Regions from separate parts of the Sus scrofa genome. Here region 1 is linked to region 2. Evidence: chromatin contacts called from public Hi-C data. All regions are on one chromosome and are shown on one strand. Each heading gives the region's core, a stretch centred on a gene start, on an enhancer-like site or on the middle of the called end of the contact. The rest is flanking DNA. Distances are from core to core; before and after follow the strand shown.

Evidence for each region. A called contact is a pair of places that touch in the nucleus more often than the background predicts.
Region 1: a contact with region 2 is called in a Hi-C map of omental adipose tissue, with 3 times the contacts expected there. The contact joins two enhancer-like sites. A contact is called at or near these places in 3 of 5 promoter capture datasets (fetal liver, fetal skeletal muscle and liver), 31 of 47 Hi-C or Micro-C datasets (adipocytes, adipose tissue, alveolar macrophages and 18 more) and 2 of 2 datasets of contacts at active chromatin or transcription factors (alveolar macrophages and skeletal muscle).

What each region holds. Positions count from the first base shown.
Region 1 is chr13:182,200,125-182,203,382 of Sscrofa11.1, reverse strand. No RefSeq gene overlaps it. Among named protein-coding and RNA genes, the nearest start is that of BTG3, 26 kb to the left of the region's middle. Within about 2 kb of position 1,797, at least 2 of the 83 cell types and tissues checked have an H3K27ac peak or open chromatin away from gene starts, as enhancers often do. A contact at or near this core is called in omental adipose tissue, where this site is marked.
Region 2 is chr13:182,006,950-182,010,498 of Sscrofa11.1, reverse strand. No RefSeq gene overlaps it. Among named protein-coding and RNA genes, the nearest start is that of CXADR, 130 kb to the left of the region's middle. Within about 2 kb of position 1,313, at least 3 of the 83 cell types and tissues checked have an H3K27ac peak or open chromatin away from gene starts, as enhancers often do. A contact at or near this core is called in omental adipose tissue, where this site is marked.

The DNA.
Region 1 (3,258 bases), core at 548-3,047, 190 kb before region 2:
GTGTATTCAAAATTTTAAAACTGTCTAAAGTGATTGCAACATGAAGAAAATTTAAACCAGTTTTTTTCATCTGAGTTAGCGTAAATGAAATCTGGCTATTTCATGTTTACTAATATTGCTCAGTGATAACACATCATATGTAAAATCTGGTATTGATAGCTAATAAGATCCTTTGGTAAATAATTTTTTTTTTTTTTTTTTGGTCTTTTTTGTTGTTGTTGCTATTTCTTGGGCCGCTTCCGTGGCATATGGAGGTTCCCAGGCTAGGGGTTGAATCGGAGCTGTAGCCACCGGCCTACGCCAGAGCCACAGCAACGCGGGATCCAAGCCTCGTCTGCAACCTACACCACAGCTCACGGCAACGCCGGATCGTTAACCCACTGAGCAAGGGCAGGGACCGAACCCGCAACCTCATGGTTCCTAGTCGGATTCGTTAACCACTGCGCCACGACGGGAACTCCCTTTGGTAAATAATTTTGAAAATACCATTTGTGATGCTTGATAGTCACTGTGAAATCTTGTAGGGAATATACAAAAATTTAAAATATAAGGCCTGACGTAGGGATTTGGCATGCAGGTTCACCACAAAATCCCTCTCCCTAACAGAATTAGGAGTGCCAGTAAAAACATTTAAGTAGTATGGAGTTCCCCTCGTGGCTCAGTGGTTAACGAACCCAACGAGGATCCACAAGGACTCGGGTTTGATCCCTGGCCTCGATCAGTGGGTTAAGGGTCCAGTATTGCCACGAGTTGTGGTGCAGGTCACAGATGCGGCTCAGATCCCATGTCACTTGGCTGTGGTGTAGGCTGGAGGCTACAGCTCCGATTTGACCCCTACCCTGGAAACTTCCATATGCCGACTGCGGCCCTAAAAAACAGAAAAAAAAAAAAAAAAAAAGTTTAAATAGGAAACTATTAAAGATGATATCTATTTTTGAAGCATTTTAACTGTCTTTCGTTCGTTTTTAGGGCCACACCCATAGCACATAGAGATTCCCAGACTAGGAGTCGAATCAGAGCTACAGCTGCCAACCTGTGCCACAGCCACAGCAATGCCAGATCCCAGCCGAATCCATGACCTACACCACAGCTCACAGCAACACCAGATCCTTAACCCACTGAGCGAGGCCAGGGATTGAACCCACAACCTCATGGTTCCTAGTTGGATTCGTTTCTGCTGCGCCACGTCAGGAATTCCTTAAATGTTTAAAATATATCAATATACTTTCAGGGACTAGATTTTTTTTTCTTCTTGTGTGCTTTTTAGGGCCCCCCCTTGCGGCACATGGAAGTTCCCGGCTAGGGTCCAGTCTGAGCTACAGCTGCCAGCCTATGCCAGAGCCACAGCAATGCCAGATCTGAGCCACATCTGCAACCTACACCACAGCTCACGGGAACGTCAGGCACCAGATTTTTGATATAGAGTTAAGAACTTTCTTAGAATGTGACCTTATTGCTAGGAGTTACCTGGATTTTTTTCTTCTCCATAACCTACATCCTTAATATACAGATACTAAGTTTGCTTTTTTTGCAGTCAAGTGAAAACACTATTTTCAAAGCAATGCCAGCAGAATCATTTCCTCAGATATGGTGTCTTCATTCTCTCTAGTACAATCGATAATATACAATTTAATTATGAAATCAGCAACACAACAAGCATACATAGGCTTAGTAGTGAACAAGGCAATCACAGCCCACGGGGCCTCTATGGGCAGTGTGCTCTGCCTGGGACCACGATTAGGAGGGAACAGGGCCAGCCCAGGCCAATCTGTTTCCCTTGCAGGGCCTCCTCCCTGGCTGGTGTTGGGAGGAGAGTAGGAGGAGAGAGAACCACATCCCCTACCTCTTTCCTTCTTTCCTTTCATATCATTCTCTCAGGGCAGGACCGCCAAAGACTCAAGGTTCCTAGAAAGACTAGCCCAGGAATCAGGAGACCTGGATTTCATTCCTAACCGTGTGGCCTTGGGAAATCAAAACCTTTCTGAATCTTGACTTTTTTTCATAAAATGATATCAAACTACATAACATAGCCTATGGAATATCTTGGGGGCTTTCTTTGGTTTTCACCAAATGTGACCTACTCTGTAAGTTGTCTTCGCTTAACGCTAAATTATCATAATTCTTTTGCCCATAATATTGCAAAACTAAAAAAATTACAAAACCACAAAAACCAGACCTACATAAAACATGTTAGTAAAGCCCTGCTGGCTACTACACAGCACATCTTTGCCCTGTCCTGAATGTAACAGATGGTATCTTTCAGTCCAAAAGACATTGATTAGATTTCCTTTTATGTAATTATTTAATTTTACTTTCTGTTCTTTTGTTTCCGGGAACACATAAAATGTCTTTTGGTCAGTAGATCAAAAGCCTAGTGGAGGCTAAATGCTGATAGACTGTGATTTTCCAAAAGGTTGAAAATCTTGGTCACTGGTATGGTAGCTGCCCCCTGGTCTATAGTTTCACTTTCCACAGTTTCATTTATCCCACCCAACCACGCATGGTCCCAACAATTTTCCGTTTAATATTATTGTTATGAATAAACAATTCATAAGTTTTAAACTGCACACTGTTCTGAGCAGTGCAATGAAATATTGCACCATCCTGCTCCGTCTGTCCTGCTGGGGATGTGAATTATCCCTTTGTCCAGTGTATCCTGCCTGTTAGCCACTGCGTGGCCCTCCCAGTCATCAGATGGTACATTCATGTCGAAGTAACCCTTACTTTACTTAATAATGGTCCTAGAGCGCAAGGGAAGTGATGCTGGCAATTCAAACATGCTCAAGAGAAGCTTCCTTGAAGTGAAAAAATAAAAGTTCTCGACTAATAAGTAAAAAAAAAAAAAAATTGTGAGGTTTCGAAGATCTGTGATAAGAATGAATCTTCTATCCATGAAATTGTTAAGAGGGCAAAAAATTTGTGCTGGTCACATTTCAAACTGCAAAATTTATGGTCACGGTGCATGGTATTAAGTGTTTAATTAATGGAAAAGTATATTTGTCAAATAAGATATTTTAAGACCACATTCATACAACTTTTTTTTTTTGCTTTTTTAGGGCCATACATGCAGCATATGGAAGTTCCCAGGGCTAGGGATACAACTGGAGCTATAGCTGCCAGCGTATACCACAGCCATAGCAATACCAGATCCGAGCCCTGTCTGAAACCTACACCACAGCCACAGCAACGCTGGATCCTTAACCCACTGAGCGAGGCCAGGGATCGAACCCGCATCCTCATAGATACTAGTCAGGTTCA
Region 2 (3,549 bases), core at 64-2,563:
ACAGCAAAACGCCAGATCCGAGCCGTGTCTTTGACCTACACCACAGCTCATGGCAATGCCAGATCCCTAACCCACTGAGCAAGGCCAGGGATCGAACCTGCAACCTCACGATTCCTAGTCGGATTCGTTTCTGCTGCGCCATGACAGGAACTCCTCAAACTGAACTTTTTAAACATTGTTTTCTTTCATTCTAGGATTGCTTTTTCCTCATATCCAACTAATGTTCTGCTAAAATAGGCAGAGAAAAATAGTCTGCCTTTAGAATATTTTTACATTCCATAAGTATTTATGGCACGGTAAAACTTTCATTCTGTTTCGATACTGTGAATGGAAATTGCTTCCTCATTTTTCTGTTATAATTTCCCTGGAGTGTGAATATTAGAGAAACTGTTGACATATCTATAAAGTGTTCTTAAACACACATTCAACCTCTGAGAAAAATATATTAAGTCTCTGGTTCCGAAATTGTGCACTGAGGCAGTCCAGGGGGGCCCACAGGGCCTACATGAGATATTTAAGAATTTTTGGGAGGGAGTTCTTGTCCTTGCTCAGCGGAAATGAATCTGACTAGTATCCATGAGAATGTGGGTTTGATCCCTGGCCTTGCTCAGTGGGTTAAGGATCCAGCATTGCTGTGAATTGTGGTGTAGGTCGAAGACTCGCCTTGGATCTGGCATTGCTGTGGCTGTGATGTAGGCCAGCAGCTGCAGCTCGGATTTGACCCGTAACCTGGGAACCTCCATATGCTGCAGGGTGTGGCCCTAAAAACAAAAGGAAAAAAAAAAAAAGGGGGCAAATAGCAACAATGGCCACCATATAACCTACTATCAAGGTAGCTTACGTTCAACTTTAGATTCTGCTATGTTGATTTTTACTACATATCTCTCTGAAGATGAGTATTTGGTGGTTGCAGTGATAAAAAGAAGATAGCACATGATAATCAAGTGGAACAGGAAATGAGGCTGATGGTTTCTAATCTGATTCTGAAGTTTGAGTGGATGGTGTTATATTAGGGTACTCCAGAGAAACAGAACTAATAAGATCTCTGTCCACACATAGCTGTTGATAAGAAGAAATGGATTTAGTGTGAGGGATTGGCAGGCTGAGAAGTCCCATGGTTCGCCTGTCTGGAAGCTGGAGGCCCAGCAAAGTCGGTGGTGCAGTTCTAGTCCAACCTCAGAGGCCTGAGAGCCAGGGCGTCAGCGCTCTAAGTTCCAGTTTGAGTCCAAAGGTCCAAGAACGAGGAGCACTGATGTCTGAGGGCATGAGGAGATGGATGGCCCGCTCAAGCAGAGAGCCGGTTTGCTCTCCCTCTGCCTTTCTGTTTCTGCTGTCCCTCAGCGGATTGGATGATGCCCACGTGGGAGAAGGTGATCTGCCTTCCTCGGTCCACTGATTCCAATGAGAAGAGAAACATCCTTCCCAACACACCCCAAAATAATATTTTGCCAGCTCTCTGCGCATCCCTTAGCCCAACTGACTCATAAAATTAACCATTATAGTGCCTGACAGGTACCTGTACCTCCCTGGTAAGTGTAGTGGTTTAAAAATATGTCCAGAATCATTCGACAACTTTTCTCTTAAGGGATGGAGACTAATTTCTCTCCTCTTGAATATGGGCTCTGGACTTAATAACCAGCTTCTGGAAAATAGAATATGGCATTAGTGATGGTGTGTGGCTTCCACGTCTGTGTTATAAAAGGCGTTGCATTCTCCTCCTTGCTGTGCTCTTGGATCACTCCCTTTCAGGAAGTCAGCTGCCAGGTTGTGAAAACACTCAAGCAGCCCTACAGAGATGCCCACGTGGTGAGGAACTGAGCCTGTTGTCCAACAGCCAACAGGGAACTGAGGCCACCTGCCACGCATCATGTGAATGACCCCTTTTGGAAATGGGTCCTCCATCTCCAGTGAAACCTCCAGGGGCTGCAGCCACAGCTCACATCCTGACTGCAACCTCAGGAGGGATACTGAGCCACAGCCACCCAGCTAAGCCCTCCAGGATTTCTCACCCCACAGAAAAGATGAGATAATAAATAACTGTTGTTTAAGCTTAAACCAAACTTGGGGGGTAGTTTGTTAGGCAGCAATAGATAACAGAGTAAGTGTGAAATCAAGAAATAAAATATTTTTTCTTTTTTTATGTGCTTCCTTTTTTTTTTTTGTTAGGGCCACACCCACGGCCTATGGAGGTTCCCAGGCTAGGGGTCTAATCAGAGCTGTTGCTGCCGGCCTATGCCAGAGCCACAGCAATGCCACGTTCGAGCCTCGTCTGCAACCTACACCACAGCTCATGGTAATGCTGGATCCTTAACCCACTGAGCGAGGCCATGGATCGAACCTGTAACCTCATGGTTCCTAGTCGGATTCATTTCTGCTGAGCCACGATGGGAACTCCTGTGTTTACTTTTTTCAAACAGCTATTAAGTTGTTGCAACCTAAATACTTCTTTGGTTGTTAAACCTAAGAACTTAGTACACAAACTTTGGGTTTTTTCCTTTCTTTTCTTTTTTTTTTTGGCCTGGCACATGATGGAAAAGTTACTGAGACACTATGGGTGCTGTGTACTGTCAGAGTTTGGAAAGCTCATCATTAAGTTAAAGATAGTTGATAACATTTTTCCTTTAATTTATTTAGGCAGATACCTTATTTTTTGAATGGAAAAATTCATTACTTTTGATATTTTTTTCTTATTATGTCAATGGAGCCATGAAAATGGAAAAAAAAATTACACGTAGAATTAACTTCTATCTAGGAAAGTGATTTGAGAGTAAATTGGTTAGTCTTCGATAAACATGAATGACATTTTTGGCTTATAGATATCACATATATAGGGGATAATATAAAATACGAGAATAAATTAACTTGTACATACAATGAAAAGTGGAAATCTTATGGATTTAGCCCTATGTGCCTTCAATGCGCAAATCTGTTTACTGGAAATAAGAAGAGATAAAGCTCCACCTAGTGGTAGCTGGTGATATAATTTAGAAAAGAATTGTAACAAGTTTCTTTACCTTGGGCCAGTGTTTTAAAGATATTTAACCTGTTTTTTTAACGTCATATACTATTAAACCCTTAATAATAACTTTGGATTTTAACCTTTTTTTTCTTTATCTTTTTAGGGCTCCACCCCTGGCATATGGAGGTTCCCAGGCTAGGGATCAAATTGGAGCCGTAGCTGCCTACACCACAGCCAGAGCAACTTGGCATCCGAGCCGCGTCTGCGACCTACACCACAGCTCACAGTAAAGCTGTATACTTAACCCACTGAGTGAGACTGGGGATCAAACCAGTGTCTTCATGGATACTAGTCAGATTTGTTTTCCGATGAGCTACCATGGGAACTATGGATTTTAAATTTTTCAAATGCAAGGACAAGACGCATGACTTTTTAAGCCAAATTCAGCAGCACTGGGTAGCTTTATTTTATATAGGAAAACGAAATCTTTTCATGTTATTATATTGAAAAAATAAACTCAATGAAGTATAAAGTTTTCTCAAGGCCGAATGCATCATTACTGTTAGCAACTTACAAACACACAGTGCCCC